Linked DNA regions of Bicyclus anynana: region 1 is linked to region 2. Evidence: chromatin contacts called from public Hi-C data. All regions are on one chromosome and are shown on one strand. The core of a region is the stretch at or near the end of the contact, and the rest is flanking DNA. Distances in the headings are between cores, read along the strand shown.

What was found. Hi-C and Micro-C count contacts between places; a contact is called where the count stands out from the background.
Region 1: a contact with region 2 is called in a Hi-C map of whole body, with 2.7 times the contacts expected there. The contact joins the promoter of LOC112057887 here to the enhancer-like site in region 2. A contact is called at or near these places in 2 of 2 Hi-C or Micro-C datasets (whole body and whole larva).

Annotation. Positions count from the first base shown.
Region 1 is chr14:2,182,059-2,185,086 of ilBicAnyn1.1, forward strand. LOC112057887 (formin-like protein) reads right to left here and starts at 1,498. Exons shown (of 16, transcript XM_052885468.1): 1 at 1,096-1,498. The coding sequence starts at 1,248. LOC112057884 (CBP80/20-dependent translation initiation factor) reads right to left here. Exons shown (of 10, transcript XM_052885627.1): 10 at 2,695-3,028.
Region 2 is chr14:2,105,894-2,108,988 of ilBicAnyn1.1, forward strand. LOC112057887 (formin-like protein) reads right to left here. Exons shown (of 16, transcript XM_052885468.1): 8 at 2,883-2,999; 9 at 2,150-2,566; 10 at 1,783-1,894; 11 at 1,187-1,533; 12 at 476-680. Among protein-coding and RNA genes, the nearest start is that of LOC112057888, 25 kb to the left of the region's middle. Within about 2 kb of position 1,433, at least 1 of the 8 cell types and tissues checked has open chromatin away from gene starts, as enhancers often do.

The sequences.
Region 1 (3,028 bases), core at 248-2,747, 76 kb after region 2:
TGAAATGGGATACAGATACTAAGAATGTTATTAAAAAAAATAACATACTTACACATTATGAAAATTTAAAAAGTATAAGTTATGGCTGGCTGCATATATTAACTACAACATATGGCAAATGCAAATATCCACACACAATATTTATTCAAACAAATGTTTTTTGGTCTATCCTGAAAAATTAACTCATTGCTACTTGTGGGGTTTTAACAATCACTAATTCATTTGATGTAATAATTGTATGGAATAGCAACTAGGCTACTTTTTATTACCAATTTTCCAGAATGGGAACCACAGAAGTAAAAGGGCATAGCTTTTCTCTTTTAAGTCCATCCAGAACTTTCTAAAGGATTTTTCTTATTAATTTATTATGAAACATGGCTATAACTCACATGATACGTCAGAATATGCCTGACTAGTTTCAAACCCATACAGGGCTCTTATTCATGAGCTGGTTCTAGCAACACGGTACAATCCAAATTGATCTTTTTTTGACTGTTTTTTTTAATAAAAAGATTATTCTTATTACAAAAAACATTTTGTTTTACAACTTACAAGGGAATAATTCTAAATCAAATGAACTTGAATCAAATTAAAATGAACCCTTTATAAAATGATGTTTATAAAAGTGTGACATGAAAATTTTTGAATAAACCAGTTGACAAGAATTAGAACATTTATTTGTAATCTTCTGTAGTTTATTCACTATAACTAATGACTACTAATGACTAATGGAAAAATTTATTATACCAATGTTTAATTGTTTTTAGACAAACAAACGAAATTTTAATCGAAAATGATACTATGATTCATAATTTATTACAATAACATGCCAGAGGGCATAGACACGAATGGGTGTGTTTGCGACAAAGTAAACGAAACATTTAAACTGAAACGCGTCTAAATAATGAGTAATATGTCGATGTATCATACACTTGCTGAATTACAATTGTGTTTTTGAAACATCTACAAGCGCTGCAAAATAGCATTCATAAAGAAAACAATGCAGAAAATCCGGTATTCAATGTGGCAAATGGTAAACAATTATATTATGTTTGTAAACATTAATGCCGGCAAACTATGTAGTAAAAAACATACCAAAACTTTAATGAATCGATCTTCCAGCTCGTCTCTATCCGGCATAGGAGGTTTGGTCCGATTCCTCGTCGACGGCTGCCGTACATGGTGGTTCTTTGTGACCCCGACCGGTCCGTCCAACATCGTCTGATCCCTCGAAGTTATCAAACCCATTTTACACAATACCTATTACACTTATTAGACACCATCAAGCACGTTTAAAATGCGACAGGTCATTTTTATCACAGTAAGCAGCACATTACACATACAATGGTTCACAATCACATCATGAAGCGAGCGTTTCGAATCGAAAATCGTCAACAAACTAATAAAAAATAAAAATACAATACTGCCGCACGACGAAAAAGCAAGCGAAGCACGTCCATACAATTACAAAACGAAATGCGTTGCGGTACTCGTGCGAAGTTAGCGCATTTGCGTGGCGCATTTATTCTTGACAGTTGTCAAATCCGCAGCCAATCACGATTAGCCACAGACTAACTATATGGAAATAATAATGAATACGATTACGTTCAGAAATAAAATACTCTATACCAACTCTTAAACCTATAGAAACAATACAGTAAGTAGTAAAAGTAATAAATAATCAAGGATTTTTATTATCCATGTAAATAATAATAACACTTGTTAACCATTTAGAGCAATGTCAAGTGGAATATTTTTATCCTGAACTTTCAAGTTCACGTGATGAGAGAAGTTTGACAAGTAATTCGATTTTTAGCGCCAAAAATTTTGTCCGAGTTTTTCTGTTTGCCCAAGATCATAGAAAAGCAGATTTTGGGTACCTATTTAAAGTTTAAAGTCGTGTAATACCACCTGCCCCGCTACTGACCTTGTTTTAATTTTTTACCATCTCATCTCACAGCAAGATACCAGGTGGGTTAGATATAGTGCGACTTAAGTACTCTGTACCAAGCCGTACCGATTCGTAAATCTATGAGTGCGACTTAAAAGAGTAGACGTTAATAAAATGGAATGGAACTAATAAGCTCGCTGTGTGGCAATACCACATTTACGATCATTCTCGCAAAGCTCGCTGCTATGGATCTGCTTTAACTCCGTACAGACTATTATAGAGCAACCAATAACTATTGATAGTTTTATCATTAAGTCATAATTAACAGACAAATTACAAAAAACATAATTTATGTAGATGAAATTGACTTGAATTTATTTATACGGTTATTGGACCACGGGGACTAAACCTCTAATATTATAAACGCGAATATATTTGTTACGCTGTCATACCTAAATCACTAAACAAAGGATTAAAAAAATATTTCAATAACGTATAGCTACATTATCAGAGGGTAACAGACTATTTTATCCCACCCACGGGAGTAGGAACTACGCGGGTGAATCATTAGAGTACTGTGTACCGACTTGTAAATCTATGCATCAGTGCGTCCGCTGGTGTTTTAAAATCTCAACAGTCAAAAATGTATCATTTAAAAGGTAAATAAAGTAAATATTAAAAATTTTAAAAATATATTCTTCATGTAAAACATTTTCTGAGAAACCTAGTATTACTGTCAATTTCGATTATTCCAGACCCTATTAGGTAAAATATTTCTTTCAAAATAAAAAAAAACTCCAGTGCATTATATATTTTATACTTTATTGGTTTTTGCATATGTAGAGATATACAGGCTCTGTTTTACAATATAACTTCATTGACCGTAGCCAATTACTGTTTCATTTAGGTAGGTATAATAATTATAATAATATATGTATTTACTATATTTTTTTATTACAAATCATTAAAACAAATGTTTTATATTAATTCTTGTTAGCACCATTTTTTTATTATTTTCCATTTTCCTACAAACATTATTACAACCTACTTTTTATTATTATCATTATGAATGCATTAATTTGATAAAATATTGAAGACTGGTCTTTTATTATTGTTTAATACAAAACTAAAGCTTAA
Region 2 (3,095 bases), core at 183-2,682:
TATGCGTGCTTGGTGGGGAAGGACGCTAGCACGGCACCTTTATGTACCTAAGTAAAGTATCAAGAGCTTATAACCTAAAAGGAATAAATCGCATATTGATGTTTCTGAAAAGCGCGTGCTGAGCATTGACAATGTCAAGGCGACGAAAGCGCTGGCTAGAGAAGAACGCCAGCAAAGTTTATATTCCTCAAGCGCACGTAATCCAGCAGCGACACAGTGTCAGGTCGGCGAAAGCGCTTGCTGGGGACATACGCCAGCACGGTTTGTTTATGTAGCTAAGTACCAGGAGCTCATAATCTAAAAGGAGGCAAGTCAAATCACATACCGATATTCCTAAAGCGCGCGTGCTCCAGCAGCGACACTTGTCGGGTCGGCGAAGGCGCTTGCTGGGGACGTACGCCAGCACGGTTTGTTTATGTAGCTAAGTAAAGTACCAGGAGCTCATAATCTAAAAGGAGTAAGTCGAATCACATACCGATATTCCTCAAGCGCGCGTGCTCCAGCAGCGACACGGTGTCGGGTCGCCGGAAGCGCTTGCTCGGGAAGGACGCAAGTGCGTCGTCGGGCACGTGCGCCACGCTGCCCGCGCCGCCGATGCGGAACTTCTCTTCGAACTCTGCGAAGTTGATGCGTCTGCGGGGCCGCTCTTCGTCTAATTCGTTGAATATCGTACCGCGCACCTTGCGATAGAAGAAAACGTTAATTGTGCCGCATTTTTTGGTTGATCAATATAATAAATAAAATTGTCATAATTATTAGGACAAAATTAGCTTGAACATGCCTGATAAGCCTAAAAATGCCCATTTACTTTTCCTTTGGCCTTGAAAGGGTTCAGATTACAAGTGACAAAAAACATACACCGGAAAGGCATTCCACACTGATAGATGTAGAAATTTTGAAGCAAAATGTTTGTTGTGGTTCGCGTGGATGGAACGATGTAAAGTTAAAAAAAAATTTATAACTCAAGAATGTGAGCTGCGATCTCTTATCTATCTCTCTCTATTTATTACAGTTAGACAGAAAGAGAGAACGAGAGGAGAGTTACAATAACATCGGTACAGAATAGCGCTGATGTTTGGTGGTAGAAAGGAGAAGAAGGAATTGAGTTTCGTGAACATAAAAGTATACCTGGTAACAAACCGACCAATAACATAGCGACGGTCTTATAAAGTCTATAAAGTCTTACCTGATTCGGTTTGAGCGCGATCCAATTCAATGTGGGCAGTTTGTATTTGGTGTCGACCTTCCTCTTTATCGTCATCGCGTCCGTGTGGTGCGGGGGCAGCATGAGGCCGGGCGCGGGGGGTGCGGGCGGCGCGGGCGGCGGCGGGGCGAGCGCGGGCGGCGGCGGTGGCGGGGGCGGCAGTGGAGGCAGCGGCGCGGGTGGCGGCGGGGGCAGCAGTGTGGCGGCGGGCGGCGGCGGGGGCGCGGGCAGCGTGTGCGCGTGCACGTCCCCGTTGGTGAGAGTGCCCGGCGGGGACACGTGCCCGTTCACTGTGCCGTTGCACAGCGCGTGCGACGATATAGCACCCACTGGTAAACAACGACATCTAGTATAACATAGAGGTATACTAATTCTATTTTTTTTTTTGTAGGAAGTACATTTGTTTATTGTGAGGGAACAGTACAAGTGTTCGCGTTTGTCAGCTAGTAATGAAATATAACAAAAAAACGGCTAAATTCAACCACGGCATACTCCGACAATGTTACATTAGTATAAGCGATAAACATTTTTCTCTCTTTCTAATATTAAATATTATTAAAGTAAATGAGTACACTTACTGGAAGCACCGCGCGGTAAGGATTTGGTAAGGGATTCCAGTTCTTGCACTTTGGACTCCAGCATCGACTGGCGGTTTCTGGAGTCCTGCTGCGCTCGTCTCAGAGTCGAAACCTGACGCAACATAAAATATTTCTTAAAAATCTCTAAAATTAACTACTCAGTTCATATACTATCTAATACCTTCGCGTGTTTGTGTATAAACTAACGCAAGTTGATTCGCTTGCTTTGCTTCGCTAGCGCCTCCCGTTCCCGCAGTTGGTCCCGTTCGTGTCGTATCTGCGCCAGCTCCGCCTCCAGCGTCGCCTGCTTCGCTATCGCCTCCTGCTCTAACGCGGCGAGACGCTCGTGTGTCAACTGTAGGTATACCTCTTCGACGACTTGTCTCCTCGCCTCGGCCAGTTGGTCCCGTTCGTGTCGTATCTGCGCCAGCTCCGCCTCCAGCGTCCCCTGCTTTGCTATCGCCTCCCGCTCTAACGCGGCGAGACGCTCGTGTGTCAACTGTAGGTATACCTCTTCGACGACTTGTCTCCTCGCCTCGGCCAGTTGGTCCCGTTCGTGTCGTATCTGCGCCAGCTCCGCCTCCAGCGTCCCCTGCTTTGCTATCGCCTCCCGCTCTAACGCGGCGAGACGCTCGTGTGTCAACTGTAGGTATACCTCTTCGACGACTTGTCTCCTCGCCTCGGCCAGTTGGTCCCGTTCGTGTCGTATCTGCGCCAGCTCCGCCTCCAGCGTCGCCTGCTTCGCTATCGCCTCCCGCTCTAACGCGGCGAGACGCTCGTGTGCCTTTTCATATAATGTAAAATATGTAGTATGTATAAAGTAAATATTTAACATTCTTTAGAAGGATTTCTCCAGATTTTCTTTTCTTTTTTTTTTTGCCAGTATGTTCAAACGGTTTCAGTTCGCAGCTAATGTTAATAACTAACCAATTAATGACGCACTCTAAGCCAAAGTTGTATCATAACCGAATGAAATGTTTAAAATCTCAAATACTAAAATCAATTAGAGCCAATAACAATGTATGAGCTCTAATTGGTTATCAGAAGTGGGATCACTTTACTTTTCTTTTTTCACTTCTTTTTTTACGATAAATACTTACATGACCCAATTCGTCCTCCAGGTCGTTGACCTTCTCCAGTGCCGCGGTCTTCGTCTCGCTGTCCTCCATGAGTGCAGCCACGTCGAACACGTTGTCCAGGTACGCGGAGATTTGGACCTATGCAAACAATCGTGATGATTGTAATGCAGGTGATACTGGGCAAAATTGATGACGTCATTATCAGCATATTTATACGGCCAGGCCTCCTAACTT